Regions from separate parts of the Mus musculus genome. Here all the other regions are linked to region 3. The links are chromatin contacts, called in public promoter capture Hi-C maps. All regions are on one chromosome and are shown on one strand. The core of a region is the stretch at or near the end of the contact, and the rest is flanking DNA. Distances in the headings are between cores, read along the strand shown. Region 1 holds the start of Lrrc63 (leucine rich repeat containing 63). Region 2 holds the start of Cpb2 (carboxypeptidase B2 (plasma)). Region 3 holds the start of Gpalpp1 (GPALPP motifs containing 1).

Region 1 (2,700 bases), core at 160-2,659, 980 kb after region 3:
AAGCATTTTTTTTTAATTAACAAATGCACTTGCCTTGATTTTTGACTATGCAAAGCTAAGCATACATTTGAAACACATCTGTCATTGAAACTGAATTCCAGTAGGTCTCAGCTTTTAAGAATAGACTGCCCACACCTTTATCCTTAAGAATAGAAACATTTCTGCTGTTTACAAAATAATGAACAATATACATTACTTGAGACAAACGTGGCCACCAGATTTGCCTTTCTGTCTGCTTCCTGTCTTTCAGGGAAACCAAGCAATGTAAAACAAACACAGACGAAAGTGAAATAAAATCCCTGGTTTGGAAAGGGTACCTAGTAAACAACAAAGTAATCTACATAACAAAACCACCAACCAACACACCACAGGACAACAGTTGTACAGCATTACCCAGATTCATCTTTAATTATTTTCCCATTGGTTCAAAATATATGCTTGCTCTTAGGAGAAAAAGGAAGACTTGGTTAGTAAACGAATCTAGAAGTCTCTGATTTCCCAAGGTGCTATTGAAATTCCCACACCCTTATTTAAGAAGAGAAACACTTAAGGGAGGTGACTGGAAGGAAGTGCCCCTTACTTGAATTCTCAGTTGGATTTTCCCGTCTCTGTAATAGGTTCTTTCCAGTTTTCGTTCTCAAATCTCCAGAGAAGCAAGCACATACAGGCAAACAAGCGCGGTATATCTACCACTGAACATGGAGACAGCACCAACACCGGTAATCACAGCCAACCACCGTGACAGTGAGACCTGGGTGTCCTTTTAAAGAGCTTTGGAACCACTCACTGCCTTACAGCTCTCGGTTCCCACACAGTTCCACTTCCACCAAGAACTTTAAAAACAGAAAGACAAACCAGGTTGCACCCAAGAGACAAGAAGGAAAACAGAACGTGCGATTTGGAGACAAGGGTTTTACTGCAAAATGAGTAACGGTGGCCAGCTGCCCAAAAGTGTAGCCGTATTAGAAAATGCCAACCCAGTCTCCAGACACCGGTGTCAAGTCATGGAGAAAAGTAAGTAAATAATAGTGGCCACTGTTTTAAGAGTAAGAATAGTAATAACGATTGTCACCACAGCCTTCCGTACAGCTACACGTGGAGCCACTCCTCCCGGCTCCACCACTTCAGCCTCCGGGCATCCTGCGCTGCCCGCAGCAGAATTAGGGGCCACTGGCCTAAGGTGGCGAAATCAGTGGGTGGATCGAGTGGGCGGGGCAGATGGGCGGGGCTCAATGCCCCGCCCCTAGTTCCCGACGTGCCCAACCCTCGTGCGCCTGCGCTTCTTACCGGGCTAGCTGGGGGGGGGGGGTGTGCGGGTGCGGGGGGGTGGGGAAGTGTTGGGGGGCGGGGACTAGTTGGTGGTCCTTACTATGAGCGTAATTCGGCTGTAGCAGGGCTTGGGGATGCTGCTAAAGGAGCTGCGTCCAGCACAAACATGGAATTAGACCTAACTGGAGACCTCGCTAGACAGTCACTGGCAGCCAGGACTCAGGGATAAAGGAGATGGACGTGGGAAATCTGGTCTGTGTGCTTGAAGGCAGGGTCCGTAGGAGCTGGACACTTGGGGACTGGGGGGTGGTGATGGGGTCTCCCCACCAACTAGAAAAGGAAACTTGTGGCGGGCGGGCACGCGCTACCAGCCGACAAATCAGGAGCGAGCGCTGGCCTGCAGTTACCTTTCGCGGGTAAACCGCTCTTCTGCACCGCACCAGGGTTCCCTGCCTGCCGGGCATTCCGCGGAGCTGCACTGTGCCAGGCACTTTTGAGGTTGCCCTGAAAACAAAGACTTATTTTGGGCGGTGGGGCGTGGGGGGGGGGGCGGAGGACAGCTGGTGTCCTTATTTCCCTATTCTCTGGGATTCCCCGCCATCCTGGAACATCTCATTGTATTAAAAAGCCTGTCTTATTTTGGAGTTGCATAATTATGGACAAATTAAGTCAGCTGAGAGTTAAAACAAGCCATCGCCATACAAGAAAACCGTTTGTGTATGGTTAGATACTGTGGGATTTCAGAGGCCTTTACCTTCTTTTTTTTTTTTTTTTCCAAAATCCCTTCTAAGTCTATACTGATAATATTTGGGAGGTAGTGAATGAAATGCCAATGCCTATATTGCAGGGAGAGAGGTCACCATTTACTGACTGAAAATAGCGTTGGCTGGTTGAATTTCATACTCACACGGGAAATGTTAGCAAGGTCTAGATTAATAATAGAATATGTTTTATCTATATTAATTATTAATCTAAATTTTTAAAAGAAACCACCCTTCCCCGTGTAGCCCAGGCTGACCCTCCTGTCTCAGGCTTTCAAGTGTTGGGCTTACAAATGTATTTCCCAACTTCTAATTTTAAGCAAATTGGAAAGCAGGGGGATTTGGCTCAGTGATATGGCCTTGCATGAGACCAGAGTTTCAATATCCAGTACAGAAAGAAAACGTTAAACTTTTTGAATGCCTCTCTGTCTTTCTTAAGCTCCATGCTTAAGCCTGTATTAAAAATATGCCATTTTAAAAGTACTTCAAAAATAAATTTTAAATGATTTTTTTTACTCTTTCCCCCCCCCCCCTCCTTACAATGCTAGCCTGCTTAAACTCAGTATCATAGCAACTCAGAATGGTTTCCGTAAGGATATTTTCTAAGTGATAACCACTTCTTTTCAGTAACGATTCGTTCTCAGGAAGTTCAGTTCTCACTTAACCAGCA
Region 2 (2,848 bases), core at 248-2,747, 870 kb after region 3:
GGGGAGGGGAGGGGAGGGGAGGGGAGGGGAGGGGAGGGGGAGAACAGATCCCAAGTATAGGACAGGTATTTAAATAGCAGCATTGTGTCCAGCCTAGTACATGAGTCAAACACACTCCTAAATCACAAGAGATTTCTGCCCCCACCACTCAAAGACAATGATGTTGCCTCTACAGGAACTGGGTTAGGGTTAGGGTCAGGGTTACGGTTACAGTTAGGATTAGGGTTAGGGTCAGGGTTACGGTTACGGTTACGGTTAGGGTTAGATGATGTTATCAGAGTTGCTGCTACCTTCTAACAAAAGACAGTCATCAAGTTATGGAATATTAGAACCTACAAAGATCCTAAAATCATACTTACTTAACTATTAATAAAATATAGATGCACGAGTCACCAACTGTTCTAGCACTTCTGATCTTTGTATGAACTCATTAACAGCCAGTCTCTCACAATGGAATTTACTGCTTGCTACTTGACAATCACACTGAACAAAAGAGAATCAGCCAGCTATCCTAAACACAGCTTCAGCTGTACAACATTACCTGAATGAGTGAACATTCTATGGGTTTTCTAACTCAGAAAAGATTTTGACGCATAGACTTTTCCCCACCCAGACAGATCAAGTGCTGTCTCTCCCTGCGATTCTGTAAGAAGAAGACAAGGGCCCATCTCAGAGACAACTGGAAAAGGGTTATAGATACAAAACAAAAAAAAAGTATCACCATCCCAAAGTTATATGTCAATTTTAAAGCTTAGCCTCGCCTAGTTAATAATAATAACCAAGCAGGTATGCTGCAACTGTTATCCCATGTATTCAGTGTGCTCTAACATTTATTCATTTGTGTCCTAATTAGTTTACGGTCAAAGATTCTCAGGAAATCACTCCAACGAAGCTAATGAAGAAATAGCTAAGTTCTTCTATCCGTCCATTGTAACTCAGCACCCTCTCTCGGTCTCTGCTCAATGACTGTGTGTAATCCAGGTCTATTTCATACCTTTACCTTTAGCCTCTCCTATGCTCTATGAACAAGATTAAAACTTATTTATTTAGTTCATATATCTATGTGTTAAGGCAGGAAGAATATAAATCATGTGTTATGTGAAGGTACAGGCGATTCGTCAAGGTCCGATTTGTTTATTTAATCTCCATAGCCTCTGAGTATACTTATCACACTGGTAAAATGAAAGCAGAAAATGGAAAAAAAAAGTACTACTGATACCCTGTTATACCCAAACGACTTCAAGTCTCTGAAGGAACTGGCCTCTACCCAGTTGGCTCTCTATCCCAGGACACTACTTCTGCTCTGTGAGAGGCACACAAGTGGGAAGGACCCAGCCCGCCTAGGCCCCTGGTGTTACCTCTGAAAGGCGAAGCCATGCTGCTCATAGAGGATGATGGCTACCAGGATTCCAAGGCCATGAAGCTTCATCCCAACAGTGACTTGTGAGCAAGCCCTTGGGGAGAAAGTCCCAGGTAACTAATTGCCTAAGAGCCTTCTTTGCACACTGGTTAAAGTGTAACAGTGGGCTCCCTCTGGCTCCCGCAGCTCAGTTTACTGAGCCTCCACTCCCACAGTCTAAAAGAAACATACACGTACAATTAGTTAGGTCGTCTGATATCTGAACCCTCAAAAAACCAAAACAACAAATCATGATGATGAGCTCAACCATTGTGTTTAATTTAGACAATTTTAATCCTGGCATTGTGGCATGACGTCATGAAAGTCATGCAATTGAACTAAACAAACTCAAAAAGGTTCATGCTTTTAGTAAATTTCTGATTTTGCTTTGGGCCTCTTATAAATGCATTGTAGCAATTTGCTAAACACATGAAACTCAAGGAGAATGAAGACTGAAGTGTGGACACTATGCCCCTCCTTAGATTTGGGAACAAGACACCCATGGAAGGAGTTACAGAGACGGAGTTTGGAGCTGAGATGAAAGGATGGACCATGTAGAGACTGCCATAGCCAGGGATCCACCCCATAATCAGCATCCAAACGCTGACACCATTGCATACACTAGCAAGATTTTATTGAAAGGACGCAGATGTAGCTGTCTCTTGTGAGACTATGCCGGGGCCCAGCAAACACAGAAGTGGATGCTCACAGTCAGCTAATGGATGGATCATAGGGCTCCCAATGGAGGAGCTAGAGAAAGTAGCCAAGGAGCTAAAGGGATCTGCAACCCTATAGGTGGAACAACATTATGAGCTAACCAGTACCCCGGAGCTCTTGACTCTAGCTGCATATATATCAAAAGATGGCCTAGTCGGCCATCACTGGAAAGAGAGGCCCATTGGACTTGCAAACTTTATATGCCCCAGTACAGGGGAATACCAGGGCCAAAAAGGGGGAGTGGGTGGGCAGGGGAGTGGGGGTGGGTGGATATGGGGGACTTTTGGTATAGCATTGGAAATGTAAATGAGTTAAATACCTAATAAAAAATGGAAAAAAAAAAAAAAAAAAAAAGAAAAGAAAAAAAAAAAATAAATGCATTGTAGCTTGTGGATAGCCGGGTAGACACACCTAGGAGATAATTAATCCCTCAGAGAAGGCCTGGAATATTCTCAGAGGATATGATCTGATTCACGGAAGACTCACAGTCATGAAGACTGCCGAGACGATCCTGGTCCATGTCATGGAGAAGCCTCAGTGCAGAAGAATGCTTTCTTCCTCTGACTGTGTCCTTGTCAACATTTTCAACTTAGGTGAAGATAGAAGGTGAGTTTGCAAAATGTGGCTTAAAAAGCTGAGCAGCAGGGTCTGTGTAGAGAAGACTCTAGAGTCTCCATTAAAAATACCGTTCTTCTTCTCTTTTCTCTTCTTTTTTTTTTTTTTTTTTTTTTG
Region 3 (2,828 bases), core at 173-2,672:
GAGCCACCACCGCCTGGCACCAAGACGGTTTTAATGTTCTTTCTTTTCCTATAATTTCATCATTTATTTTTCAATACTATTTTGTTTCAACATTTTACTTATAATTAAGTTCCTTAAACATACTACCCAAGTAAAGCTCTCCATGTCCACCACAGATGTGAAACACTGACAGTTACAACTTAATATATAGAGCAGTAACATTCAAGTTCAAAAGGCCACATTTATCATCTTGGAATTACCTTCGTTTTCTGTTTTCTGTTTTGAGGCAAATTGAATTTTGCATCATGTGATCGTGGAAAATAAGAATGTGTAACTAAAAAAGAAAAGAGGGTTTCATTTAAGATTGCAAAGGTACAATTGTTTATTGATCATTTTTTTCTTAGATTAAAAACAAAAACTGTGTAGGTAGCATGGAGTGCAGGTACTCTTGGAGGCCAGAAGAAAGCTATCGGCTCCTCTGAGGCTGGAGTTACAGGCAGTTGAGAGCCCAGTGTGGATGTTGAGAACCGAGCTTTGGTCCTCTGCAAGAGCAATAGAGTCTCATCGCCAACCCATTTCTCCACCTCCCCCCCAATCAATCCTTTTCTAATGCATACATACAATCATTACTTCCTAATACCTAGTTTTATCTCCTGTATCGCGTCTTCCTACACTGAGGGGATAGGAAGCTCTCAAAAGGTATGGATTTTTGTATGTTTTGTTTACTGCTATGCAAGTAGTCCCCAGTTTTATAGTTGGGTTAAATTAATAAAATTTTGGATGAGCAGGTGGCAGGAAACCTAGTGAGACACATTTTGAATACTCATTACCAGCCTCCAAAACTACAGCGCAAAGCTGAGAGATAAAAAGAGAAAGCTGGGAGAGGAAAGAAAGAGAAAGTAAAGTAGGGCCACTAGGAACTGCAGCTTACCCGGAGATTGGTAAGACGTGTGGTACGTGGAAAAACCATTAGGAGACAATCCCCAGTACCAAGGCGTGGAGGCTTGCAAATTCCAGGCCTGCTGGCCGCTGAACTGAGATTGAGCATCGGGCGGAGCCTGGGCATCGAAAGGAGGCTGCGCCGCGGGAAGAATCTGAGCATCGAACGGTGGAAGCGCTCCGGAGGGAGGCTGGGGCAGCACGTGAGGCTGTCCCTTCCGGCTCTGCTCCGAGCCCGCCACTGGGGACGACAGAGGAGGTGGTGGCGGCGGCAGCATGGCCCAGTACACCCAGTTGTCCCGCGGCGGCGCAGCTTCGCTCGGAGTCCCGGGCGCGGGAGTCAGATCCGGGGCCGAAGGCCACACGGCGGGTGCCGGTTCAGCCATGCCACCTAGCAAGCAGCGAGCCCAAAGTGCAACTGTGGAACTATCATTAAGCGTCACTTCCGTTACAGTAATCTGGCCAATGAGCCCATCGCGGGCTTACGTCATCAGACAAAGCCGGAAAAACCTTCGGGCCTTGCAGCAAATCCTGGTCTACACCGTCCAGCCTGGGTTTAGCTAAACTGCGTGTGCAGGTTGGCTTGGGCTTTGAGCGACTGTGCGTCGCAGCGAATGGCTAGGGACCTGATCGGGCCGGCACTGCCGCCAGGCTTCAAGGAGCACGCGACAGTTGAGGACGAGGAACGGGACCCGAGCCCGGGTAAGCAGCAGCGGGCGTCTGCACTCCCGGGAAGGACTGGCGACCACCGTGGAGTGGGCGCGGTCCGCCCTGGGGGAAAAGCTGGGCAACGCCTGAGTGTTTGGGACCCGATCATCGTTAAAATGACTATACAGTCCCAATTTGCTATTATTACGAATAGGACTGTGCTAACTGATCAATCTTCGTCCGGTCGTCTGTTTAACCCTTCCATCAACTGTATAAGAAAAGATGATGGATGGTGCATGTGTTACAAATGATGACAGCGGCTGATGAATCGGTGCCTAAGACACGCAGCTAGTCCGTGATGAAGCCCAAGTTAGAACCTAGTATCTCTATATCTTCAGATTTACAAGACTCTTGCCAAAGATCCTGTGCCTCTCTCCTCCCCGGCCTGACTTCCCGACCTCATTCTATCATTCCATCTTACACAGCAGCCCAGTGCCCACACAGTTCGAGTTTATGCTTTGACGATAGACTTTTGGGGGTGCTATGGTTGTACTTAAATGCCTGACAAAACGTCCTTCATATACCAGTTTAAGCGTCACCTTCCCGAGCATTGTCACGTCTTCCTCCGGGTTTTCCTCTCCCCAGTTACGCTAATATTTAACACATTCTGTTCAACTAATTTGTGGATATCTCAGTCTCCACCAATTCACTGTGTCTTGCAACCTTAACATGCATCTATGCCACATCAATACCTCGCACACTCTTTCATGCTTTTCCGGCTTTAGTGTTTGTTCCAGTTTGAAGGCCGGCGCTGACTCTACTTGGGAAAGAACAAAACTGACAGAATGTTGATCTGACTTTGTTTTTCTGGCTACCCAGAGACTATGTCTCCGGCAGATTCTTCCTTCCAGATCTTATTTCTAGTGCCGTTATTTTTAAAAATTCCCTTTATTCTTTGTTTTAGGAAGGAAATTTCTACCCAGTTAGGTTGAAGAAGTATGAGTGAATTCAATTTGGTAAATCCCCTGCAATTTCTTTACCTATTGTACAGGTAACAGACATTTGGGTAGATTCTGGTTTTGTTTTTGTTTTTAACTCTTACAAAGAGTGCCACTATGCACTGTGTATGTGTGTGCATGTGTATCTATCTGTCTGTCCGTCTATCTATCTCCTCTGTTATACACCCTCAGTTTCAGAATCCTACCAGTTTACCAAAGCCCTCAGTGAGTATAGGAGTTCTGATTGTTCCATGTTCTCCCTAA

The links. Promoter capture Hi-C pulls out the DNA fragments that hold promoters and counts their contacts.
Region 1: a promoter capture Hi-C map of liver shows a contact between it and region 3, with 4 times the contacts expected there. The contact joins the promoter of Lrrc63 here to the promoter of Gpalpp1 in region 3. A contact is called at or near these places in 3 of 39 promoter capture datasets (liver and pre-B cells).
Region 2: a promoter capture Hi-C map of liver shows a contact between it and region 3, with 2.6 times the contacts expected there. The contact joins the promoter of Cpb2 here to the promoter of Gpalpp1 in region 3.

What each region holds. Positions count from the first base shown.
Region 1 is chr14:75,129,592-75,132,291 of GRCm38.p6, reverse strand. It overlaps Lrrc63 (leucine rich repeat containing 63), which reads left to right and starts at 1,409. Exons shown (of 10, transcript NM_027581.1): 1 at 1,409-1,521; 2 at 2,658-2,700. It also overlaps a transcript of Lcp1 not described here.
Region 2 is chr14:75,240,936-75,243,783 of GRCm38.p6, reverse strand. Cpb2 (carboxypeptidase B2 (plasma)) reads right to left here and starts at 1,497. Exons shown (of 11, transcript NM_019775.3): 1 at 1,359-1,497. The coding sequence starts at 1,429.
Region 3 is chr14:76,109,409-76,112,236 of GRCm38.p6, reverse strand. It overlaps Gpalpp1 (GPALPP motifs containing 1), which reads left to right and starts at 1,422. Exons shown (of 8, transcript NM_026177.3): 1 at 1,422-1,620. The coding sequence starts at 1,533. Nufip1 (nuclear fragile X mental retardation protein interacting protein 1) reads right to left here and starts at 1,346. Exons shown (of 10, transcript NM_013745.5): 1 at 911-1,346; 2 at 240-313. The coding sequence starts at 1,304.